Linked DNA regions of Mus musculus: all the other regions are linked to region 1. Evidence: chromatin contacts called from public Hi-C, HiChIP or PLAC-seq and promoter capture Hi-C data. All regions are on one chromosome and are shown on one strand. Each heading gives the region's core, a stretch centred on a gene start, on an enhancer-like site or on the middle of the called end of the contact. The rest is flanking DNA. Distances are from core to core; before and after follow the strand shown.

The links. Promoter capture Hi-C pulls out the DNA fragments that hold promoters and counts their contacts. Hi-C and Micro-C count contacts between places; a contact is called where the count stands out from the background. HiChIP or PLAC-seq counts read pairs in DNA pulled down with a chosen protein or histone mark.
Region 2: a contact with region 1 is called in an H3K27ac HiChIP or PLAC-seq map of extraembryonic endoderm stem cells, with 4 times the contacts expected there. The contact joins the promoter of Ccdc182 here to the promoter of Trim25 in region 1. A contact is called at or near these places in 2 of 39 promoter capture datasets (embryonic stem cells and hippocampal neurons), 1 of 115 datasets of contacts at active chromatin or transcription factors (extraembryonic endoderm stem cells) and 1 of 9 other capture datasets (pancreatic islet).
Region 3: a contact with region 1 is called in an H3K4me3 HiChIP or PLAC-seq map of bone marrow-derived macrophages, with 6 times the contacts expected there. The contact joins the promoter of Cuedc1 here to the promoter of Trim25 in region 1. A contact is called at or near these places in 2 of 115 datasets of contacts at active chromatin or transcription factors (both in bone marrow-derived macrophages).
Region 4: a Hi-C map of liver shows a contact between it and region 1, with 3 times the contacts expected there. The contact joins the enhancer-like site here to the promoter of Trim25 in region 1. A contact is called at or near these places in 3 of 39 promoter capture datasets (hippocampal neurons and liver), 1 of 484 Hi-C or Micro-C datasets (liver), 1 of 115 datasets of contacts at active chromatin or transcription factors (bone marrow-derived macrophages) and 1 of 9 other capture datasets (embryonic stem cells).
Region 5: a promoter capture Hi-C map of pre-B cells shows a contact between it and region 1, with 3 times the contacts expected there. The contact joins the enhancer-like site here to the promoter of Trim25 in region 1. A contact is called at or near these places in 4 of 39 promoter capture datasets (the HPC-7 cell line, cranial neural crest, liver and 1 more), 1 of 115 datasets of contacts at active chromatin or transcription factors (the NIH/3T3 cell line) and 1 of 9 other capture datasets (embryonic stem cells).

Annotation. Positions count from the first base shown.
Region 1 is chr11:88,997,789-89,003,075 of GRCm38.p6, reverse strand. It overlaps Trim25 (tripartite motif-containing 25), which reads right to left and starts at 3,673. Exons shown (of 9, transcript NM_009546.2): 1 at 2,994-3,673. The coding sequence starts at 3,587. It overlaps Gm11496 (a long non-coding RNA gene), which reads left to right and starts at 3,640. Exons shown (of 3, transcript XR_388949.3): 1 at 3,640-3,857.
Region 2 is chr11:88,291,247-88,296,164 of GRCm38.p6, reverse strand. Ccdc182 (coiled-coil domain containing 182) reads right to left here and starts at 2,122. Exons shown (of 1, transcript NM_028859.1): 1 at 904-2,122. The coding sequence starts at 2,069. The coding sequence ends at 1,611.
Region 3 is chr11:88,097,214-88,102,397 of GRCm38.p6, reverse strand. It overlaps Cuedc1 (CUE domain containing 1), which reads right to left and starts at 3,252. Exons shown (of 11, transcript NM_198013.3): 1 at 3,055-3,252. It overlaps 2210416O15Rik (RIKEN cDNA 2210416O15 gene), which reads right to left and starts at 4,340. Exons shown (of 4, transcript NR_045499.1): 1 at 4,270-4,340; 2 at 4,081-4,183; 3 at 3,646-3,729; 4 at 2,291-3,536.
Region 4 is chr11:89,994,797-89,999,694 of GRCm38.p6, reverse strand. The region is part of intron 1 of Pctp (phosphatidylcholine transfer protein); the gene reads left to right. Among named protein-coding and RNA genes, the nearest start is that of Pctp, 5.6 kb to the left of the region's middle. Within about 2 kb of position 2,639, at least 12 of the 459 cell types and tissues checked have an H3K27ac peak or open chromatin away from gene starts, as enhancers often do. A contact at or near this core is called in liver, where this site is marked.
Region 5 is chr11:88,231,418-88,236,147 of GRCm38.p6, reverse strand. All of the region lies in intron 1 of Gm38534 (a long non-coding RNA gene), which reads right to left. Among named protein-coding and RNA genes, the nearest start is that of Gm38534, 2.8 kb to the right of the region's middle. Within about 2 kb of position 1,812, at least 237 of the 459 cell types and tissues checked have an H3K27ac peak or open chromatin away from gene starts, as enhancers often do. A contact at or near this core is called in the HPC-7 cell line, the NIH/3T3 cell line, liver and 1 more, where this site is marked.

The sequences.
Region 1 (5,287 bases), core at 2,424-4,923:
GATAACAGTCCCCTCATTGTGGATGGGGGTCCACTGCACCCCACTCCAAATCAAAGAGAGGCAGCTTGAGGACTGGTCAAGGATACAGAACTCTGGGAAGCCTGGGAGAGCTTGTGGCAGACCAAGGACCTGGGTCCTCCACGGGGGAGAGAGGGGAATCCTGAGTCTGCACCCCCAAACTAGTAGCCGTGATACTCAAGACTGAGCACGCTTGCCAGGGTCTGGCACTGAGACAGGAAGAACAGCAGCTGGGTTGAAAAACATATGGGCAGGAGGTTGGCAGGAGGAATCCTGGTATCGGGATTAAAAAGTCAGCAGGAATGGCCGCTCACTCCTGGCTGGGGAGGCCCCTCATGCCCCCACTTACTTCTGCCTTGGTAAATATGTACTTATACAGCAGGGTACTACTACAGGGATTGATGGCAAGTCCACTTGACTGGGACAGAGACCAATCTGGACACTTTGTCCTGCCTGGGGCTGCCCCAGAGCACAGACCAGGGTGCCCAAGCCCAATAATAGAACCGGTAGGTAGTAACTTACATGGAAATCTTGCAGAGAGTTGACTTATCCACTTTCGCTTCTTTTATTACATTCATTTAGTTGTGTGTACACGTACACACACACACACACACACACACACGATCACATGCATACGGATTGTCGAGTCAAAGACCAGCTTGCTGGAGTTGGTTCTCTTTTTACCATTGGTCCCAGAGATCAAACTCAGGCCAGAGCCTTGGTAACAAGTCCCTTTACCAGCCAAGCCACCTCCTTGGCCACTGGTTATTTGTGGTTGTCTTTCTGAGACAAGAGTCTCACCCTGTAGCTGACCTGAAACGATGTAGTCCAAGCTGGCCTCAAACTCATGATTTATCTGCCTAAGCCTCCCAAGGGCTGGAATTACAGGCATGAGCCACTACACCAGCTTCACTTCACCCAAGGTTCACTGTAACTGGAGCATGCCTTTTTTTTTTTTTTTTTTTAAGATTTATTTATTTATTATATGTAAGTACACTGTAGCTGTCTTCAGACACTCCAGAAGAGGGAGTCAGATCTTGTTACAGATGGTTGTGAGCCACCATGTGGTTGCTGGGATTTGAACTCCAGACCTTCGGAAGAGCAGTCGGGTGCTCTTACCCACTGAGCCATCTCACCAGCCCTCACTGTAACTGGAGACCATCATGTTCCCCATTTTATTCTTCTGTAGCTGGAAGCTACTGCTGGGGGTCACAATTTAAACCAAGATCTTGGCACTGAATCTGGGAGGGACCTCTTAAGTGCCAAGCCTCCTGACACCGGATCCTGCCTCTGCGGCACTTCCCTGGTGGCTCTTGACCTACCCAGAGATCTGTAGGGTCTTGCCCCAAGCCAAACAGCTAGCTCTGGTGGTAGCAAAGACAAAAGCACCAAAGGCGGGGCAGACTTTCTCCCAGAACAGCTAGACTTGGAGGTATCCGTACCCCGTACCCACATGGGGTATACTGAAGAGAACTCTAAAGATGTTACCTGTAGATACAGGTGCCAAGAATCAGAGGGAAGACATTCTAAGGGACCTGACTAAGACCCAGACAGGCAGGCAAGGCCAGGGAAGGGCTGTGGCAGGAGGAGGGAGCGGAGCTGAGATCTTGGCACCACACAGCAAGGCTTGCCAACCTCACCCAGGTTTCCAATTCCTTCCACAATGTTGGGACAGGCCTCAAGTTCTCAGACGTTTGAGAGAGAAAGGAGATCAGATCACACTTTGACAAATGTACCGAAGAGAGGCAACAACTGCTTTGAGTCTGTAATGGGGGGGGGACCTCTAAAGCCACTAAAATCATTGCAACCCCACAAGGCCATTAGGAACCCTGACTCCCTGACACACGCTTCCAGTCTTTAGCAAGGCGGACCCAGGTCCAGAGGCCCAATTCCTGCTCAATTTCTTTTTTCTTTTCTTTCTTTCTTTTTTTTTTTTTTTTGGTTTTTCGAGACAGGGTTTCTCTATATAGCTTCAGCTGTCCTGGAACTCACTCTGTAGACCAGGCTAGCCTCGAACTCAGAAATCCACCTGCCTCTGCCTCCCGAGTGCTGGGATCAAAGGCATGCGCCACCACGCCAGGCCCTGCTCAATTTTCACACAGCAAGATGGACTACACCAACTGAGCGCGTGCGTTTAGTCTCAGCACTTGGGAGGCAGAGGCAGGCAGGTCTCCATGAGTTCAAAGCCAGCCTGGTCAATATAGCAAGCTCCAGAACAGCTAAGACTACATAGTGAGACAGTCTTAAAAACAACCAAAAAAGGGCTATACCACAGTGCCAAAGTCACAAGCAGGGATTTCTGAGGCTCTGTGTTCACACTCACTATCCATTCACACCCTCCTCAACAGAGGCTTCTGTTACCCTTAACCTCAAGCTTCCAAGACTGCTCCATGCTCTGGACTCAACAGATCTGTGGTCTACAGGGAAAAAGGAAACCAGAAGCTGTGACTCAAAGCAGCCTGGTTCCTGCTAAGCTAATTTCTCTGGGCCTGTTTTCCTGAACTAAACAGACACAGCCCTGAGCTGTGGAATGAACTAAACAGACACAGCCCTTTCGTGCTGCCAGGATCTGAAGGGGTTGGAGAGGTAACCCCCAGGGTTCCTGGTTAATATTCAAAACTACTGAACTCCACTGGACAAACACAGACTTGGGGCAGGCACTCTTACCTGTGCCTTCCGTTGTGCTCTATGTAAAATAGAACTAAGAGGGCTGGAGAAGGCAGGCGATAATGGATGAGCGGGAGGCTATATAAAATCTACTTGTTTGGTCTGTGGGGATGGCTTCCTACTGCCCAACTCCCAGACTGCGGCCCACGGAGCCTAAGGCCATGAGGTCTGTGAAGGAATGGGATCTCTGGCCCAGCAAAGCCTATCTCCTCTAGCAACCCACTGTACTACAGGGATACCCAGGATGGCCTCTCCACAATTCAGCTGATCCAAGCTGTCCTCTATACCCTCAACCAGCCACTCCCTACCTCCAGGTCGGCGCTGGCTTGACTTAGGGTCGTAGGGGAGCAGGTCTTGTGCTCTACCAAGCAGATATGGCAGATGCACTCGCCATGCTCGGGACAAAACAATTCCCGAAGGCGGTTGTGCTGGGTACATTTGCGGCGCAGAAGGTCACGAATGGGCGACTGTAGGGGGTGATCCTGGAAGGCCGGACTGTCGAAGTGAGGCCTCAAGTGCTCCTGGCAGAAAGAGGCCATGCACACGAGGCACGTCTTCACTGCGATCTCCGTCAGGCAGTGGTCGCAGGCCACCTGGGTGGCTGCGCTGGAGGCGGAGAAGCGGGCAGGAGGCGTCCAGTCGTCCACCGGGGTCCGCGCCTGCTCGGCCTGCAGGAACTGCTCCACCACCGCGCACATTACCGTGTTCTTTTGCAGCTGCGGGCGCACCTGGTACACTTTGCGACATTGCGGGCATCGGTACGGCGGGCCCTGGACGACCCACGTCTCATCCAGGCATGACATGCAGAAATTGTGGCCGCACGGAGTGGTGACAGGTTCCTTGAAGAGCTCCAGGCAGACGGAGCAGGACAGCTCCTCGGCCAGAGGATTCAGCTCCGCCATCGCGCTCGTGGGCTCACCCGACGTGACGCGCAGGGACAGCTGCGCACCCTACCGCGCGGTACTTAAGAAGCAGCGAGGAAGGAATCGAAACTGAACAGGAGGGGCGGCGCCCTGGGGCTTCAGGAAGTCACGTGGGTCCCTGGGGGCCGGACAGTGGGCGGGAGGCTTCCCTCCTGGTGCTGGAAGCCAAAGGTGATTATGGGACCTGGGGAACTCTGATGCTCTCCACACCCCGCGGACCCGAGCGACGCACGACCCAAGGGCTACCAGGTGCAGTTTCAGAGGCACTCTGCAGATGAATTGTCGCAGGGGCTGGAATATTCCCACCCTCCTGGTCGGGGCCTACGTCCTAGCACAGTGCAGCAGAGCTTTGGAGAACATTCATCTGTGTCCCCGAGGTGTCACCAATCATCCCTCCAGAACAGGACCGGTCTTATTAAAACTCAAAGCCAAACAGAACAAAATACTGTTGACCCAGAGCTTGGTGGCTCGTGCCCGTAATTTAGTCACTTAGGAGGCTGAGGCAACAGGATTGCCGTGAGTTCGATGTCAGACCGGGCTAGAGAGTTAGTGGCCGTCTCAACATCTAAAAATAGGGTTGGGGAGATGGCTGTACAACAGAATATGAGACCTAAACACAATTACTAAAACCCTGGTTAAGACTGCACAAAATTGACACCCCCCTCCCCCAATAACATACACATAATAATTTAAGGAAAAGAAAAGAAACAAAACACAATTCTATGGACTGTGGCTGTCTTCCCCTTCCCTTCCCGCTCCGTTCCCCCTCCCTTCCCCTTCCCTTCCCCCTCCCTTCCCCTTCCCTTCCCCCTCCCTTCCCCTTCCCTCCAGCTGTGCTGCCTTTGTATGCAGCTCCCTCTTCTTTCCTGATGGTGGGCTCTGACAAATCTCCTCCCAAGCCCTAAAGGCAGGACCCTATGGTCATCCATTCAGATCTGGTGTTCCTTTTATGGTAGATGATCTTTAAAACAACAACAACAAAACCTAATATTACAAAAGTTGGGTGTCACAACTTTTGCCCCAAGTCAGCTCCAGCCACCGGTCCTTAAGCCAATTAAATGAGCCTACTTAAAAGAGGAAAACAGAAAAAAGAGACCCAGCAAACCCCTCAAGTCCACCTTCCCCGTTCTGAAGTGAGAACAGAGTTAAAACAGAAGGCAAAAATATTTGTATCTAAGTGCCAGTCCAGACCTGGTCCAGCCTACCAGTGGCCCATCATTGTCTGGGATTCAATCTCATTTGGTAAGCTGTTCTGTCCCACAAGCTGTACTAACTGTGAAATCTTTTCCCAGGAGACAAATTCTCCCTCTGGTCTCTCCCAGCATGAGATTCCAAGGAAACTCCCATTTCTCTGGGGTTCACTGTTTCAATAATGTAACAGATTGAGACACAAGTGTCTCTTAAGAATTTCTTCATCTAAGCCAGATTGGTTATAATACTTTTAAATTGGGTGAGGTGGGACACACCTATTATCCCAGAACTCTCTCTGGGGAGACTGAAGCAGGAGGAACTCAAATTCAAGGCCAGCCTGGGCTACATAGAACCCACCCTACCCTCACTTAAGTAATAAGGGTCTGGGAATATAGCTTGGTGGTAAAGTCCTTTGCCTAGCAATTTTCAATACTGAAAAAAAAAAAAAGAGAAATTTTTACTCACTTGGGATTTGGGGACTCCCAAAT
Region 2 (4,918 bases), core at 873-3,372, 710 kb after region 1:
ACTCTCCAGGACAGCTAAGAGCACAGGCTCTAAAAGAGCTAGCTAGTGCTAGGTTCAGATCCCCAGTCAGCCAGCTTTGATCTTGGGCAAGTTACTCAGCCTAAGTCCTCATGATGCTGAGGTGAAGTATGTGGCAGCATATACCAGGCCTGATGACTCTCAGCTATCGTGGGATTATCAATACTACTGTTGCTGATTGAACTCAGTTGCTACATCAGCTAAAGTAGAGGAGAAGCTGCCTATAGTTAGAGCAGAGATACAGCCCTTCTAGGAAGACGGTTGATAGCTGGATATTGTGCTTAGCCAAGGGTCGCAAGGTCCTTTGGCAGAGGCCGACTCAAGGGGACCCAAATATTTGAATAGAGGAGGAGAATGAACAAGACTGCACCCGAAGGTCAGAGGGCACTCACCAGGTTGCAAACCCTGGACTAGAGACACCCAACTGCTCAGTGTCGCCTCTGGCCACCAGACCCCAAAGACTTGATGTGTGGCAGCCTTTGGGAGGGGCCGGAGAAATAATATATGAATCGGTGAACCCAGGGCTGATTGTAAACACAAGTCACAGTGACTGTTAATGGCCTCGAGACACGCAAGTGATTGTTCCAGTACCCCAGAAGGAGCCAGTCCAAAAACAGTCTGATTGGTTCAGGGGATTGTGAGCCTGCAAGACTGTAAATGATTACACACTCGGGGCCTGGGCTTGGAGCACTAGCCATTTGTTAACACAGAGAGAGCACATAAGAGAGTGTTTGGGGTTTGCTGGTTAGTTGACTATTTGAAAAGTGCTGTCCTGCCCTCAGGAGATACCTGTGGGGGCAGGCAGTAATGGGGGGGGGGGAGAGCATTGTTTGATACATGGCCAGACACCCTAGCAACTACTGTTCAGAGAGTCAAATAAAGGTGTCAGTTTCACTGTTTTATTGTGCGAACTTATAGATGTCACCTTGAGTGCAGTGGCGAGCCGAGAGTTCCACCATCAGAAACCTAACAAGGTTCACCCCACGGAGCAGCCTGTCTTCGGGGTAAATGGAGAGGAAGCAGAGTTGAACCAAAGCAGTAAGGAAAAGAGAGGACCAATAGTCCAACTATGCAAGCAGACTGAAACGGCGAGGTCAGGAATTACACAAAGCCGGCCGTCTGAGTCCAGTTCAGGATGCGGGCAAGCCCTCTCTCTCACTAAGCCCCCAACCTGTCTCGGTATAGAACACACACTGACAGGTCTCAGGAAACCAATTGTGAAGTGATAAATCACGAAAGCCTGGAGTCATTAAAAGAAAGGTTAAATCTGTTCAACACAACCAGTTTAAGAATACTCAAGAAAAATGCCCCTACATCCAAGCAACCGTACCATTACAAACGGGAAACAGTTCGAGGGGATGGTTACAGGTCTGACATAGTGTCTGGGGCCTCCTTCCTTGACGAGGCTGGATAAACGGAACTTCACCCGAAAACCATATTGAGGTCTTTTTTGCCTCTCTGCATGGTGTTATTTTGGTAGCAGGAAAGCAATAAAAATGGGGCAAGGGGAATAAATGGGGACTTAGCGTTTGTCCTTCCATTAAAAAACAATCTTGCCCGCCAGCTCGGGCGCACACTCGGGCGCGGGCCGCTCAGTCCGCCTGGCTCTTCCTGATGGCTCGCAGCGGGTTGTGGCTCCTGACCAACATGTTCTCCAACCGCTGGCAGTGTTCACGAAGCTGCTTCTCCCGGGGCAGGAGGAAGGTGAGGACCTTGTTGCGGACGATGCCTCGGTCCTCCTCCTCCCTCAGCCGCTGCTTCACTCGCGCCGCCTGCTCCTCCTGCTGTGCCAGGACGCCACTCATCTGGCAGAAGGCGTCCTCCAAGTAACGGATGGCCTTCAGTGCCTCCTCCTTGAAGTCCTCCAACTCCCTTTGTACCCCGGCCACCTTCTGCTGTAGGATCTCCAAGTCGGCCGGCAGAGGGAGGTAGGAGGGCCATGACTGAGACAGGGAAAGGTCCCCAGACTGGAGCCCGCTTTCCACCATCTTCTTGCCCTGTAAGGTATTCACCTTCATAAGAATGGACCCTGCCTGAAAGAGGGCTTCCATTATCTCCTTCTGCAGAGAGGAAGCCAAGAAACTGAGTCAGAGATTTGGGAGCTAGAAACACTATCACTTGAAGTCGTTGGACCCATCTCATTGTGACATCACGACCCTTCAGCCAATCAGAAAGAAAACCCCCAGTTCACTATTTTGCATATTGTTGGTAACCTACAGATTTACTGCGCTTCCCAAGTCTCCTGAAATGAGGCTTTTCATTAATCGGTCACCCAGTCAGAACTGGCGTTCAAGCGTTCCTTTAACCCCGAGGGCAAATCTGAGGGAGTGGAGAAAACTGGCTAAGTCAAGGCAAGCCAGGTCAGGTTCACAGGCTGCCAAGACCGAGCAGTCTCCTACCCCATAAGGAGCACAGCTGATTTCACGGCCTGGTGTCTGGGCTTCCTCGGGCTCACCAATAGGACAAAGGCATTCTTAGAAATGATGGTGCAAGATGCTAGAGGAGTAATCCCATCCCATATCCATATTCCCGCAATGGCCAGATGATGCCAGAATGCATAGGTGATCGACTTACTGTGATAAATGTGTGTGCTCTTAAAGGGTGGTTCACAGAAATGCCCGAGGGATAAAAGTGAGCCGTTCATATTCATTCAGTTAAAACTTCCCGGGTGCTTGCCGGATTCTGGAGCTAGGGAATGAGTGTAAGTAATGTTTCCCAACGTTCCTGGATGGTGGCAGATAGGAGTCTGTGGATACGGGTAAATCGTGTGGTTTTGCCTGGTTACTCTAACAGAGGCAAATGTTCCTAGCCACATGTGGCTCAGTCCAAAACTCTGCCTTTGTATATTGCAGTCTCTTGCCCAGACCTCCCACTGGGACTCCAAACATAAACGCCCCCCCCAACAACCGACCTTGAAGCCAATCCATCTAGAGCTAGATAAATTACCTCTTCAAACTGGTTCCTGCTCTCCTATCCTACCAATGACCCTTCCTGGGACAGCAGCCACAGCAGCATCTAGTGCCAAGTTTTAAATGTCTGTCTCCTTCCCACCTCATGTTGAAACTGACATCCTATCAGCGTTGAGAAGTGAGGGGCTTTTGAAGGCAGAGCATATCAGATGGATGGTGTCATCTCTAGAATGGGGTTCATTACCGTAATCATCTCTGCTTGACCCCTTTTCTGTTTCTCTTGCCACCTTTGCCTTTCTTCCACATGGGAAGGCATAGCATGAGAGTCCTCACCAGACACCAGCTCCCTGATTTTAGACTTGCCAGCTTCTGGGATTACAGAATTACAGGGAAACAAATGTTTTTGTTGTTTTGTAGATCTCTCAGCCTCTGATATTTTATTTTGTCACTGTGGAACAGCACAGAGTAAGCTCCCGGGGGTTAAACTAGACTCTGCCACTTCCAAGTGACCTCGAAGGCTGTTGTTAGGTCTCTTATCTCTGAGCAGCCTATCACCCACCTTCCCGCACTGGAGTCCAGGCTTCACCACTTAGAAGCAAGGTCTCACTGGTAGATCACCTTTCCCCCTAGAGACCCTGTTTTCTTCTCTGCATTTCTGAGAGCTGTAGTACACAGGTCCCTGGGAGAGAAAATCTCTCTGATGGGCAGCTGCTGCCGATTTCCATCGTGTAAACACTCCCAGCAAGGTTAGCTTCAAGCTCCCAACTTGCTCTCTCCCAGAAGTGAAGAACCATCCTGAGCCTGGATAAGTCAACTCTAGCACAACAGGGCCCATGATAAGGGCTGCTGCCTTCTCTGAGACATTGACTAGCTAGTGGCCTCAAGTAGTCATCAGAAGGGGGCATATTGCAGGGACAGTTGTAGCTAAATGGAGGTGAAATTCTGAATTGCAAGAAACTCCATTTACTGAGAAGGAATGTTGAATGGAAAAAGTGGTTACTTTTCTAGGAGCCAGGAAAGCTGGAGTCGGGAACTGCTGTGTGGCCCTACATCAGTTGTCTTCCCTTGCTGAGCCGCCCCCCCCAACTGTGACATGAGAGATGGGCCCACGAGGCCTTCCATACCCCTTCCCCCCAATTCTCTTCCTTCTGTCTCTTATAACTGTTACCTGGGTCTACCATCTGCTTAGGCACGGTAAACTCTGGCAAACAGAGATTTTTGAGTCCCTTAACCTGTTTACCCTCAAGTGTCCTGCCTGCTGCCCCACAAACAGTGGTACTCAGAAGAAATGGAATTTCGGTTCATAGGTGGCTCTCAAATGCCAGGCACCCCTAGCTTTTCTGCTGACACATTGACACCTACTGGCCTTCAGAGAAACCGCAGCCTGGGAATTCCACCTAAGAGTGGGTGGGGATGGGGAGCAGAAGGGAGCAGCTTGGGGTCTGTGGGGTATTTAACTAGGGCCTTGTGCCTGTTGGGTTCTCCATCAATAAATATTTCCCAGATTGGTAGAAGAGAGAACGAAATGGTGTGTCTCTTCTGGTCTCCTCCTCTGCTGTCTCTCCCCCGCTTCCGGCCTCTCCCTTCCTGTCTCTCATTTTCTGCCACTTTGTTTCACACAGGGGATGGCAAAAGTCACAGCCATTGCTGTGACACAAAAGTAGGAAGGCCAGCACTGAGAGCATTTTCTCAGTTCCTCTGGTGTTGCTGAATGACGCTCCAGTGTGCTTCCCAGGACCACTGGGAAGATGACGTCATAGTCCCCTTTTTCTAGGAGCCACAGGAAACTGAAAGCTGATGCTGTCACCAAGGCCTAGTGGCCTCCTGAGCCTTCAGGGCCACAAGTCACATTGGATCTGTAAGTTCTGGGTGTTCCCCTGAGCCAGGAAGTCCCACGTCAGGCCTTGCATTCCACCTGCCCTCCCATATCTCTTAGGGATTAGAACTGCTGACCTATGTCTTCCCTTCAAGACGTCAAGAGAAAGGAATTT
Region 3 (5,184 bases), core at 2,003-4,502, 900 kb after region 1:
ATTCAACAAACAGCAGAGCAGCCAAGGCAACTCACATCTCGAGTCTACCCACCAATATGTGGCAGCCAGAGAGAGTTTCAGCAGGAAGGTAAATCCCAGACACAAGGCAAGGTGGACCCTGCCACAAGAGCCTTGCTTGCCACCAAGACATCTTCCAACTCCCATATCAGGGACCGCTAGACCACCGTCATTTTGGGTCCTCAGACCTAACTGTTACTTGTCATAATGGCAGGAGCCAGCAAACCCCAGACACCTCCTGCTCCTGCTCACCTTGCCTGGTCAGAGGTGAGCCCAAGGCTCTGAGAAATTCTCAGCTCTGTTGCTTAGTAACAGCAGGGTGACTTTAGGGAACTCTGAAGGAAACAATGGATGGTTCTGCACACCAAGCCACACACACACTCACTGGCTAAAGAGAACTCCCCATGCGCTGGATGGCACGGGTTGCAGCAGGCTGCAGGTTAGATCCCTGGAGTCAGAACTTCTTACCACACTCAAACCAAGACCGCCATTGTTGCGTTTTATGAGACGGGAGGTCTACTTCCAAGCCTGGTTTCTGCATTTACTGTTTGTGACTGGCTTTAAAGACAATATTAGTGGCCTCATTAAAAGGACATTCAAAATCCGGGTGGTGGTGGCACATGCCTTTAATCCCAGCACTTGGGAGGCAGAGGCAGGTGGATTTCTGAGTTCGAGTCCAGCCTGGTCTACAAAGTGAGTTCCAGGACAGCCAGGGCTACACAGAGAAACCCTGTCTTGAAAAACCAAAAAAAAAAAAAAAGGGGGGGGGGCCTCTGGTCCATCAGAGGTGGCGTGAGCCTAAGGAAGACTTCTGAGTACTGAGGCAGAGAAGTCTGACATGGAAGATCCTGGGCTCCTCCAGATCTCAAGCAGACACCTGCACAGCATCCCAACAGCCCAGCATCCAGAGCATTATGGGTAAGAATAGCAGAACCACCGTCTCTGGAACTGTACAGGCAATGAGCCTCAGTGGCTTGTCTGTCCTCCATTTGTGTTCTGAAGTCTCAAGAAATGAAAAGAACTGCAAATTACCCTGACTGTTTTCTTGGGAAAATCTGCTCCAAGGCTCCCCAAGAAGACTCTTCTTCCATACTTACGAATGCTCTCCACGAGGCCCCTCGTGTCCCTAAGACAAACAGGGGCTCCTGAAAACGTCTCCTATACTCACCCACACTTATCCTTTTGTTTCCCCTTCATTCAATAGCCCTGTGGCCCTAACACGGTACCTAGGGCCTCCCCACCAAACAGACAGCAAACTTAGTCCTGGGAGAATGGCCACCTCAATTGCCCCTGCCCTCTAGCTAACTGGAGGGAGCTGGGAGCTGGGCCAGAGCTTCCAGGTCTCCATGGCCACAAGTTCAAAGTGGCATGAGAAAGAACCTCACAGCATTTCTACTTTGGGCCCCCTGGGATTATCTACTAACTAGCCACAAAGTTGGAATCTGCTCCAAAAGGCCTGAATTAGACGGAAAACTCTTAATATAGGGGTCTTAATTAGAACCCTAGCACCAAGGGGACATATTATGCCCCCTGGCAGTGCACAGGAATGCTCCAGCACCTGTGCATGTTGGGGCAGTGTGGTTAGGGTATAGCTTTCACCAGATCCCAAAGAGGCCCTTGGTCTAACTCTGAGACTTGGCCTTCTCCATCTCTCACCAACCCTGAGCTACCCTAACTGCCCAGAGCCTCTGCTTTTCAAGACTGTACCCAGCTGTTTCCTTGTCTCCTGCTCCATCCAGCAAGAGAGTGTGGACGGGTGATTTCCAATCCAACCTTCTGGATGAACCTCTGGTGGCCCAAGCCAAGCTACATAAAGAAAGGTACCATCCCTCCATTTAAACGGAGGTCCCACTTCACATTCGATCCAGCAGGAGCCAAACTTCATAATGAGATGACATCTATAAGATAAGGAGACTCCTAGTATCACACACTGCCTTCAAACAGCATACATAGTTAACTCCATAGGTCTGTAAAGAACCTTAGGGCTGGGAGGGCCAGAGCAACTCCAGAACCCCTTCTCCTGGGCCAGGTGGCTCAGGGTGTTGCAAGGTGTATTTCCTGGGTTTCAGGCTACTGAGGACCAGGTGGTGACCAAGGCACATGGTCTTCTATCCGACGTCACCTCTAGGGTATCTCATCACTATCTTCCCAATTATCCACCCCCACCCTCTATTCTTACAATAAGTAAATAAACAAACAAATAAAGGAAATCTAAAAATCTCTCTTCCTTAAAACACCCTCTCCAGGAATTTAATAGCAGTATGAATTTCTTGAAGCTGAAACTTTTTATTAAGGAAAGAAAATGGACAAGCCCATGCTGGGGTGGCAAGCCACCAACCATTCAGAGAGAAACCCAAGAGCGCTGAAGGAATAAAGGCAAGCCCCGGCCCCCTGGAGCTCAGCGCCCCAGGCACTCAGAGTTCGAGGGGCGGGGGAGCAGGGGCGGGGACAGCGCATTCTGAACTTTCTCCAGCCGGGTCGCGGAGAGACGCAGCTCCCAGGGGACCGGGTGGGACCAGAAAAGGCTGAACCGACCGGTGACCACGGCGGGAGCAGGAAACGATTCTCCCCTCCCCCTAAAAGGAGTTCAGCTCCCAACCCAGGCCCCCGCCTCGCCATCGCCATTCAGGCTGCGCCCCCAAGCCCGGGCGAAGCCGGGAGGGTGTCCACACAAAGCGGGGAACCGGGGAGCAGAGAGACCCGGGTTGAGCAGGCTCCCCAAGGCCTCGCGTCCCTTCCTCGCGGCGCCGGCTGGCCGGCGACCACCCCTCGGATCGCGGCCCCGGGATCCTCCGCACGCTCCCTGTGCCCAGGACCAGGAACGAGGCGGGCAGCGGCGGAGGGAGGGCGGCCGGGGACCTGCCGCGGGCTCCCGGGCAGCCTTGGCCACCGCGCGAGGACTCAAACTCGCGACGGCCCGGCCCTCGCGGCCGCGCCTCGGCGATGCTCCCGGGGAAGGTGGGGCCACCGGGCCGGGGTGGAGCGCGGCGCCCGCGAGCTCGCGCTAGGGGCGGCGAGAGCGAATCGGGGTCTTACCGAGCACCGCACGCGCGTCCGCTCCCGCGGGGCCGCTGGGGTCGGGCGGCGGGGGAGGGGCGCGGTCCCGCGGCGGCAGCGGCAGCCCGGCTTGGTGGCGCGGCGGCGCGGCTGGGCGCCGGGAGGCGGAGAAAGCGAGGCGAGGCCGGCTTCCTAGCGGCGGGCGGCGAGAAATGCAGCTGTCCCTGCGAAGCTGCCGGCGGGGCCACAAGTGGGGCGCGCGGGGAGGAGCGGGGCTGCGCGCGCGGCGGGGCTCAGGCTGCGACACCCCCAGACCCTCTCCCCAGGACTGGAAGCAGGAATAGGGATCCCGAGGCCAATGCGGTTGCGCAGGATACGGGGCAAGGGGAGAGGGATAAGGGGCAAGGGGCCTCTGAGGACACTGGGACAGTCTCCTCTGTGCATTCCTGCACAGACCGCTCCTCTTGAGGACTTGTGATCTTCCCTTTATGGCCCGGTGTGATGCGCTTGGGCTCTGCCGACTTGGGAAGCACCTTAAGGGGTTGTTAAAGCAAGGAGACCTGAGACGTGGGAAATTTGGGAAAGAGGGGGACCTAAATGCAAGGCTGACCTGAGAGTTTGCAGACATACACGAGGAGCCACTAGTGAGGGCTGTAGAAGATGCACGAACCTCTCTGGGCTTGGGGACATCAGGAGTGTGGGAAAGTGGCAGCTCTGCGGAGTTAGAGTTCAGGAAATAAAATGTAATATTGAGGCCAGAGGAAATCGTGAAGTTGATTAGGAAAATCAAAGTTACCACCCACTAACATCTTATCTCCACCCAGCATTCGCCATTACTTCAAAGGCTTCTGAGCCTCGATAAGGGATTCCACAAACGTTTTAATAAACGGTCGATCAACTGGTTAATTTTCCAAGTGGTTTGGTTTTGTGCACTAATTTGGAGATGAGAAAAGGGAACAGAGGGAATGATGGAAGAGCCTGCCCATTTGTGTGTGGAGCCCTGCACACAGCCCTCTCCTCTTCCGAAGACTTACAATCTTTGCTGAGAAGTCTGGGCATGCTCACCCAAGAGACATCTGATGGTGAAAATCACAAACCAAGGCCCCAGAGTCTCCATCCTTTGCTTGTCAAGGGTAATTTCTTCAGCGAGGTGGAATCTGAGGATACCCTGGGAGAAACCCCACCTCTGAGAATCCCTTGTTCCCTTCGGCCCCTCTGCCCATGCCCCTTCACCCGGCTTCCGGGAACCCTCACACTATCAGGACCCCACGTGAAAAATTCTGACTCTGAAGTCCTCCGATGTGGCTGCTGACTGAGATGTCACCAAGCGCTCAGGATTTATCCTCTCGGCCAGTAAAGCCTAGATGATGGTATCGAGTTTGTCACTTTATACTGTAGTGTTAACTTCACCTGTCACTTTTCTGCTTATTGGCAGAATCTTTCTCTAATCTGTCCCAGTCACTTTGACATTTCAGGACTTGGGGTTGGGGTGGGGGCTACCAATCTGGAGATTTTCCTGTTTGTGCGTGCCTCTAGGATGCTTATGAAATGTATTTTCATTCAAGTCGTTAGCAAAGCCAGCTAGTCGCTGTGATTGTCACCCTTGAAGTAGCCTGTCTGTGAGCTTTTCAATGTCCTCCTTTGGGGTCGATTCCGGAAGCAGCTTCCCAGTCCTGCCTCCCTACACCCCCACCCCCACCTCCACCCCTGCTTCTCATACCCAGAGCAACTTCACTCTCCCCTACTGCTGCTCTGAGCACCTAGAGGCTCAGGTTAGGTTCTCTTGCAACCCAGCCCCTCTTATCTGCTGCCTGCCTCAGGTCTCCAGCATCAGGTCCCTTGGAGATCTCATGGAGGCTAACAACAAACTCAAAACCATTCCTCCCTCATCTAAACGCCACCTCTTGGCACAGAGGCTAACCAGCTCAGTCCCTGCCCTCCCTCTTCCTGGGTATTCTGTTGCTCTCCAGCTGTAGCCATCCTTCCTTCCCTTTCCCCTACTTCTTCCCACAGCTGCTGCCTGGCTCCAGCCCCTGTGCTCTGCTCTCCACAGCTGGTGAGAGACCCGTCCTGCTCTCTAGCCAAACTTCCTGCCTGCTTCAGAGAACTCCAATCCGTTCTTTCTTTCCACCGTCCCCTTTCTGCTTCAAGCCTACCAACACTTCAAGA
Region 4 (4,898 bases), core at 1,390-3,889, 1.0 Mb before region 1:
TTTATTAAGTCACAACGTGTCCCACATGGAAAGTTCCCTCGGGACCATCCTCTCCAACATCAAACTTTTGCTTGGACTTTGTTTCATCTGAGTAATGGTATAAACAGTTGAAAACAGGGCAGCGAGGAGCTGAAGGCAAACCAATGTCTGTCGTAAGACTAGCTGTCCCTGATGTTCTGGTTAATGACCCCCTGGGAGCAAGTGTGGTCCTCTGAGCAGTACTCGTAGGTTCTCCGAAAAGAAGAACCATAGGCCTCTAGGAGATCTTTCCTGGTGATCTACAGTCGTGTCCTGCAGGACTGCGTTACCATGGCAACAGTCACCAACATGGCCTATAGATCTGACTCTTAACACACAGAGGTCACAACTTTGGTTTAGACAGATGCTGGGCCGAAAGGATGCAGCTGATGATCAACTCTACATAGGTGAAGCGAAGGGGACTTCTCTGGTGTATACTAGTCCTTTGGCTGTGTCTCAGCTAGGTGAGGAGCCAACAGTCCTGTCCCAGCGATGGCTCTACCTGGCACCGCTGTCCTTAGGAGGCTCTTCCAGGCCCTAGAGGACAGTGAAACTGCATTGATCCGGCTGCACTGCGGCCCTGGGAAGGAAGCTCGGCTGACCTTAGCTGACAAGGAGTCCATCTCAGCAGAACAGAAGTTTCATCTGCCACCCCATAGCTGGACCTAATCCAGTTTATAACGCAGACCTGCGACCCTTAGGTCTTAACCCCATCTCGGTTTCTTAGAGAGTTTTGAGATATTACATGGATGTAGCCAGCTGTATTCTTAACAGTCTGTGGCCATAGCGGCTTCACCTTTGACCCCTGACTTCATCTTGGTGAACATGCATACTTTTTATTTGTTTTGGGTTTATTAAGTCCCTTAGAATGGCAGGAGTTGGTGAGCACCCGCAGCTTATACAAGGATACCTTGTCCCCTCGTGCAGTGGGAGGGCACTTTGCTGCAAGAGGCCAGGTCAGGGCACAGCACAGGGAGCCTTTACAGGGCTAGAAAGGGTGGCTGTTGGCTGCCTTACAGTCCGCCATGAGCGTATAGATAAGTTCCACCAACCCCTCGTGGGCGGCGCCTCTGTTTGGACCAGGTCAGGAGGGTGTGGAGGGGCAGGTTCTATCCATAGGTGATTATTCTATGTGGGAACTGTGAAGGCCAACTGAAAATAAAGTGTTGGTAGTCTCTGTTTCTCTCCTGTAAATTCATGGTGCTCGCTCTGCTGAGGTTGCATGAGCGGCGTGTCAGTAGCTGTAGCTGTGCAACTGAAAGTAAATTGCATGACCTTTTCTTTAAAAAACAAAAATCTTAGCCATCATTAAAACAAACAAACAAACAAACAAAAAACCCCCCTCCTCCCCCCCAAAAAATCCCCTTAGCGTGGTGTTTATGTAAGCCATCAGAATCACATCTTAACATTTAGTCACCCCAGTAGCAGTAGGGATTCTACTTATGTCCCTAAGCTCAGTGCCTGGCATAGAGCAGGTGATATGTAGGCTTCGCCCTCCCGCCAAATGTGGAGAATGTGTGGTCCTCTGTCCTCACTTCTTAAACGGGAGAAAGGAGATCAAATGTCTACGCCCGTCATAGACTTCAGCTGGGTCACCTTATGGCCACGACCCTCAAACACATCCTATGACTTGGAAACTCTTCTTTGACCCATTTACCGATAGGTAGACAGCGAACTTAGACTATGCTCCGCTTATGGCTCCAAGCCCATGCTGCCGCTACCATGCTGTCCTTTCTGGCTACAGAGTTTAGGAGACAGCTCTTAGCGATGACAGTGGAAAAAGGTGGCAGCGTCTAGCTCAGAAACAGCATCTTAGAGATAACATTTTGGCCATCAAGGGTCCTGTTGGGCAAATGCACCAGACTTAGGGACCCAAGGAAGCTCCCAGTGCAGTGTCCATTTTGAATTGAGAACGAGAACAGCAGAAGGGACAGGTTATCCATGCTTTGTGCCATCGGTTGACTCTTAGCAAGTCACCGGATCTCTTAAATCATTGGTCTTTGGTCCTTGCTTGAGGTAAGATCTTATGCAAAGGGCCTTCTTTGAATCATCAACCTGTGGTTTGGTTACCTTAGTTATTAGCCTGAGGTTTGGATAAAACATGCAGAGGGGGGTGGAGCTAAGTGAGACACTCTTGGGGTAGAAGGAGCTGGTGTCAAAAGACTCACACTCTCTGTTTGACCTGGTACTGTTCCCTAAGTCAGACTGAGGGAAGTCATTCAGTATCTCCGAGTTTCATTGCTTCATATAAGGATGGAGATCACAGCAATGTCCCTGTCTACCTCAAGGACCACACAGATGAGTCAATAAGCTCATGACTGGAAAATTGCTTGGAAACGAAATTGACAAGACCGTCCCTGATATTATTGAAAGAATCATAGCATGCCCAAGTGATCGGAAAAACCTCCTCCAAACAAAGCGTGTGGCTATCACAGTGACCACTGATGGGTCACCAAGGGAAGCACATGGTGAGAGGCCTATGCCCGATTGCTTCTCAGAGGCAAGAGCCTAGATCCTTTCCAGCTTTTGAGTTTTCCGTGAGTTACTTAATGGAAGGACATGCGTAGTTCTTTGTGCCTCTTCCAAGTTAAACATTAACCATCAATTTAATGCTCACTCTAAAGGCCTTCTCCTTTGGGAGAAGGGCGGGGCCCACTTGACTCACGTGACCACACTCTTGACTGAACAAACAATGTAGGCTCAGTTCTTCAAATCGGTGGAGAAAGCATGTTGTAAGGCATGCAGACCCCTTACAACCTTGGTCTGTGATGTTCTCAAAACTGACCGGTCTTAATAAAAATTACCACAGTCTCTATCCATAGCTACTGGGCTGGGCTACCATGCAGAGCAGTATACCAGTGGTCCTCCCTCAGAGGTGTTCCTGCTCTCTGGAATTCTTTCTCACTTTTCCTTAAACTATTTGCTCTACTCTGTGTTCATATGTCCTTATTTTTCGGCATAAGCCATGGGTTTGGGGTTGCATTGGAACCAGTGATCCTCATTCTGGCTCCCCAAGTCACCAAGCTCACAGTGGTGCTTTGAAGGGTCATGATCCCCATAGAGTCATAGGTTTGAACGCTTGGTCCCCACTGGTGGAAATGTTTGGGAAGGCTTAGGAGAGGTGGTCTTGCTTAAGGAGTCACTTTAACACGTGTGTCACTGGGGGCAGGCTTTGACATTTCAAAACTCAAAAGCATTTCCATCCCCTCTCCACACACACACACACTTTCGGGTGAGGGTAGAAGCTTTCAGCTACCTTCCTCTCTGGCACCATGTCTGCTTGCCTGCCTGCACGCTTGCTACCAGATCCTCAGCCCCTGGGATGGTAGTGAAGTCATTCCTGAGACTGTAAGCAAACCTCCAATAAACCCATCTATAAGTTGCCTTGGTCATGGTGTCTCTGCTTAGCAATAGAAAAGTAAGATGCTCACCAGGAATCCAGAGAGGCTCCATTATTCTCAGAGAACCTCATGGTCCTTTCTCTTTGCATTTTAACAAGGCTTTGCATTCCTCTAGTGTTTTAGGGAAGTTATACATAGTCACATTGTGTTCCCCAATAGCCGTAAGTTGTAACATTGTTCTGCCATTCTGTTTTAAAGTAATGTGAAATAAAGACTCCATCCAGACCTAGCAGAGACTTTCAGGAGTCGGGTGGCTCTTGCAGTGGGGGCAGCTCTTTGGCTCTAAGGCCTTCAGCCTGGTGACAGTTAGGCATGTGAGTTTCTCTTCTAAATAATAGTATCTCGGGTTAGGGAGAACCATGCATGGGAAATGAAGAGAAAAGATGGTGATATTGGACAAGAAAGCAGAGAGTCCTTTGCTCCTGTTCAACAAAGGGAGTGTAGGCTGGCTCAAGGTAGGCAGAGTTGGTCAAAGATCAGGGCCTTGAAGCGAGGAGAAAAGTTCATTTAGCTAGTTTAACAAATATTTTCCTTTGATTGATCAGTGTGGAGAGGCAGCCCAGCTAATGGGTTATGAAGCTAAGAAAGGGACTTCGGAGAATCTGCTCTTTTGAGTCCGTCCTGCCATATGGAGAAATGGTTTTCCGTTGTTGTTTTGCATTTCCTTTGTAGTCAGTATATTATATACCAAAAAGGATGGAGAGCTGGCATTTTCAATGTTTCTTGTGTGAGCTCACGCACATCCACATGTGTCCCTCTTTATTTACTTACATTTGTGCGTGCCTACACGAGTTTACATGTGCATGCAGATGCCCGTGGAAGACTGAAGAGAGTGCTGGCTGCCCTGGAACTGGAGCTGTAGGAAGTTGTGTACTACCCAGTGTGGCTGCTGGGAACTTAACCCACGTCTTTTGCAAGAACAGCAAGCGCCCTTAACTGCTGAACTATCTCTCCCACCTTCCACCCTGGTTTTTCAAGGGTGCCGGGGATCCAGAATTATGTCCTTATACTTACAAGGCCATTTTTCTTTAGACTTTCACCATTTCCTAGTATCAAAAGTTTCAAATAAAATTCTGCAGTGTCAGTGAGCACCATTTTGGGTCAATTAAGATTGCTTTTAGGAGCAAGTAAGAAAAAAGACAACAACAACAAAACAAAACAAAACAACAACAACAAAGCTGGACTGAGGCTGCCCCAAATCAAGCTACCTTGTTGTCCTGCATAGCTGATAACTCAGAGATCTGTACATATCAGTTTAGCTGACCCATCATGCCAGAAACTCTGAGCCTTTCTCCTCTGCTATTTATTTGTTGCTTTTCAGTCCTAGAAGAGTTGGCACAGATCCAAATATCAGGTCCCCATTTGGAGTAGGGAGAGAGTGTCACTTGGATGCTCTCCAGCACAGGAGAGGAGAAATGTTCAACCAGTCCCTTGGTTGAACAGGCATAAAGGACTCTGCTCTGTTGTCCAATCATGCCA
Region 5 (4,730 bases), core at 563-3,062, 770 kb after region 1:
AAAGTCTAGCATTAGCCTGTACTGACAGCCTGGTGCTCCAAGCGCCTTTGTTCTTCACAGCCTCTGCTCTCGCTATATAAATAAAGCCAGAGGACAAGGCTTCCTTCTGTGTTCCAAGCAATTTGCTTATGCGAGTGGGATTCCCGGGTCAAGAATGATGCGAGGTGTTTTTATGGTCCTTCACCCACTTAGCCAGCTTACTTTTCAGAGTCTGAGCCCGTGAGCTCATTCGTGATTCATGCAAGCTGGCGTCTCACTTTCTGACGAGCTCGGGCCCATGCGGGTTAGGGGGTGGATCAGAGAGCCTCATGCACAGCCCGTCCCTGAGCCCTGAACTTGTCCCTGCTCCATAGAAACTCTAAAGTTCTAACCCCTCAGACTTGAGGGAGGCGTCCGGCGTCCCTCAAAGAGCAAAGGTCCGGGTCACCATGCTGGTGGGGCAGGACGGACTTCGTGGTCACAAGGAAGGTTCCTTAGGGACAATACTGATGCAAGAGGGAGCAACCTGACACACCCCTAGTTAATTTTATCAGGGACTGCATCGAGAGCTTTTTTTTTTTTTTTTTTTTTTAAGAATCGCAAGAGACGGTCCAGTCTGCCTGTGTTGAGGAAGCTGTAACTTTCCAGTGCTCCTAAATAGTGAGCCTGGGAATTGCTGTGACTGACCCAGGGGGAGGAGCTGGTCTGACCCAGGGGGAGGAGCTGGTCTGACCCAGGGGGAGGAGCTGGTCTGACCCAGGGGGAGGAGCTGGTCTGACCCAGGGGGAGGAGCTGGTCTGACCCAGGGGGAGGAGCTGGTCTGACCCAGAGGGAGGAGCTGGTCTGACCCAGGGGGAGGAGCTGGTCTGACCCAGGGGGAGGAGCTGGTTTATTTAAAGACCTGACTTTATTTTTTTTCCTTCCTTTCCTTAGCAGTTTTAGCTTTCTTTTTTGTTTCTCTCTGTTTTAGTTGGAGTTTGGGTTTCTTGTTTGTTTGGGGCTTTTGTTTTTAATGAGTCCCTTGTTGACTGGGCTAATAAGAACATTCCAGAAGTGAGGATAAGATGGCTAATTTCTTTCCACCTGCTTCTAATCTATAGAGAACAAACCAACCCAAGGCTTTACCCTCCCTGAGGGCTTCTCAGTTTCAGGGAAAACGAAACATCCCCGTGACAACTTGGCTCCCCTGTCTGTCTCTCAGGAGCCTCGCAGTGCAGATGTTGGGAGACACTGCTCAAAACAGTGGACAGGTGGGTCTGTGGGAGTGGGGGTAACAGGCTCTTAAAAGGTCTGCAAGCAAAGGCTTCGGGGAGACTGGGCATCACTGTGCCAGGCTCTATCATGAATGACATCTAATGACCTGCCCTTGGCCTTTTTTCTTCCTTCCTTCCTTCCTTCCTTACTTCCTTCCTTCCTTCCTTCTTTCCTCCCTCCCTCCCTCCCTCCCTCCCTTCCTCCTTTCCTCCCTTCCTTCCTTTGGTTTCTACTCTGCCTCAGCTTGACATGATAAAATAGGGCGTATGAAACTGAGCTCTGTGGACAGAAGACCGTCCCTGAACAGTCTGGGACTCGGGCATGTCTGTTAACCACCAGGCTCTGCTAGTGAGCATCCGATCAGGAGAATTCTGGAATTCAGAAATCTTTACCAGTTCTTGGTACTAACCTCAAACGTCCCTTGTGACTTGGGGCCTTTGGTTCTAGGGGTTCAAGTTTTCCCTCTGGGAAATGCCCAAAACAGTCCCCGTTCCCTAGGGAGTGAGTACGGGGTATGTCAAAGGAAGACAGAAGAGCCAATATTATAAATCACCCCTCAAGTGGCTGCCTAAACAGAGCCAGTCAGACCCCGGACAGCTCCCTTTCCCTGCCCTCCACACACACCCTGACAGCATCCCACAGGCCTCCTGCCTCCCTGTGAGGCCTCAGGCGACTTCACAGCCCGTGAATTTCCTTTGGCACTTTGAGGCTTCCTCCCACCCCCACCCCAGAGGATGCATGAGACCGCAGCAGGAAATGAAGAACATATTTTTAAATCAGAGGGGAAGCGATGTCTTTGTGTCAGATAAGTGGCCTGGATCCAGGGCTGAGAGACTGTGGCACATCTCTCCTTGCAGACAGCAGGTGCTCTTCGAGATGTGGTTGTGGCAACAAAATAAATGATGGATAATTGCTTTTGTGACAACTTGCCAATTAAATTAGACTCAGCAGAATAACATAATGACAATTTGTTATGCTCCGGTGGGCACTAACATACCAATCATAATTAAATGCTATGACTGAAATAGAATACGGCTCAACGCAGGAATATATAACCCCAATTCCCTCTCCGTGAAACATTATAGGTTGAGGCTTGATTTTAATTTCGGGAAGATAATGGCATTAGTGCATATCTGAGTGGGTTTGTGGAGAGGCCTGTGGTGAGAGGAGATGGGCCCGAGTGAAGGCTGGCCCAGGGGAACGCCCTGGGGGGCTGATCTGCAAGGTAGTGAGGAAGTGTGGGGAGTCTTTGGGCGAAAACAGTGTTTCTTGGATGTGTCTGGTCTTGCCTACAGAGCTTGGGAGGCACGGGAGAAAGCTGTTGCCAACAGCCTCTGAAGTAACTGGGCCTACACTGTAGAGTCCCAAAGCCCTCCATCTAGAATGTTCTATGGGTGTTTGTTCTCACACCCTGTTTTAAAAAAAAAAAAAAAAGTCACTCTACCTCCACCAAGCTTGGGAAGCAAGGAAGAAGGGGTGGGAAGAATGTAAGACCTGGAGGGAGGGAGAGGTGCTGAGAAGCCTGGTTGTTGTTCACGTGAACTCACAGCAGCACAAGGTCAAACCAGTTACATTCCAGCCTGGATCTAGAAGGGGCTGCACTGGGCACAGAGGACCTATTTATTGATTGCTAACTGCTGTTGGGCAAGGGAGAGTCATTTTTCTTTGAGAATGCCCCAGACCTATGCAAACATGGCCAGCATGACTGACATTTACACCAGCACAGATTCTGCATCCAAGGCTCAGGGGATATCGCAGAAGAGGAGTTGAAAAGGATGTAAGAGCTGTAGACTCAGGACGTCTGCTGTGAGACTGTGCCTTCTAGCTATGTCAGAAAAGCTATGCCCCTGAGATCTCAGCAACATGGCTGCCTAAAGATGGTCTAAAGGATTCCAACAGTTGACAGCCCATGGGTAGATGGGGGAACTCTCACGGGGCCATACCCCTAGATGCTACAAGCAATTAACAACTTTGAGAGAGGGAGAATTAGTTTTCCCCAGGAATGAACCCTGGGATCAATTATCTAATACCCAGCGATCAGCTCTAGGAACATATACATGCAGACAACACTGTATAGATCCAGTGGATTATAGCTATGCGTTTACTCATTTATATTTAACATCATTAGCTAAAGAAGAGGAGGCCGTGGATTTGCCGAGATTGGTCAGATGTGGAAGGGTAGGAGGGAGAAGAATGGAGGGAGAAAGAACCTAATTACATTTAAGATTTAAAAAATGCAGAAAGGAGGAGACTGGAGAGGTGACTCAGGGGTTAGGAGAAGTTGGCCCTCTAGCAGAGAGAACCCGGGTTCTGTTTCCAGCACCTACACAGCAGCTCATGGCCTCTGTCACTCCAGTCCCAGGGGATCAAATGCCTTCAGATACCAGATATTCATGTGGTGCACACATATTCTTGTAGGTAAAACACTCATGCAGACACACACACACACACACACACACACACACACACATGAGCTCGCATGTTTTAGAGTTTGGTTTTTCGAGACAGGATTTCTCTGTGAAGCCCTGGCTGTCCTGGAACTCACTTCTGTAGACCAGGCTGGTCTTGAACTCAGAGATTCAGCTGCTTCTGGTTCCTCTGTTTCATCTGCTGGGATTGAAGGCGTGTGCCGTCACAGCCCAGTTCCATTTCTTCTGTGACTTACACTTCCGGGACGCAGTCATTAGTGCTTTTCTCTTCTCCTACTAGATCGTAGCAGCTCTGTGCACACGATAGCTGTTCACCCTTCTATCCGAGCTTTGTATTGATTTTTTGTGGGTGCCACACTCATGCACCCCAATCCACTCATCTCCCCATCCCTTCCCATCTACCCACCGCCCTTGCGACCTCCGCATGAAATAACAAGACAAAGCAAAGATAAAAAATATATATCTCATGGTGGAAGCTGCAGTGTGTCCCACAGTCTACCCTTTTGTCCACACAGCTTTACTTGCAGATGTTCATTACAACGAGTCACTGGTCTGGTTCGAGGCCTCTGGCTTCTGCTACACCCTCAATACTGGGATTCTCCCCAGGACTCCTCTCAGATAACCTGTTGTTGCCCTGTATCATGGAGCTCCTGCAGCTTTAAATCTGCAGGACTGGTCCCTTCACAAGCTCTAGCAGTTCATACATGGTGGATGTTGGGGTGAGCCAACTCAAAGCCTGGATCTGGGCTGAGCGGTAGCTGAGTTGGCCAGACTGCCAACTCTTCCCCAGTCCACATCCCCAGCGCAAGCTCCCTAGCACTGCCCCAGCCAGCTCACCCAATGCCAGCATCTGGCAAGGAGCAGGGCCAGCTCTCTGGCTTTCATACCCTCGGGGGCCAGCTCACCTGTACCCAGGCCACCAGAGTCACCCCCTACTCTGCTGTCCAGTCAAGTGGCAGAGCAGGGAGCCTGTTCTCCCAAGCACTACAGCTGGTGAGGGGTTGGGGACAGCTGTCCAGCTCACATGACTCAGGGACCAGCTCTTCTGCCTGCTGCAAGTGACCAAGG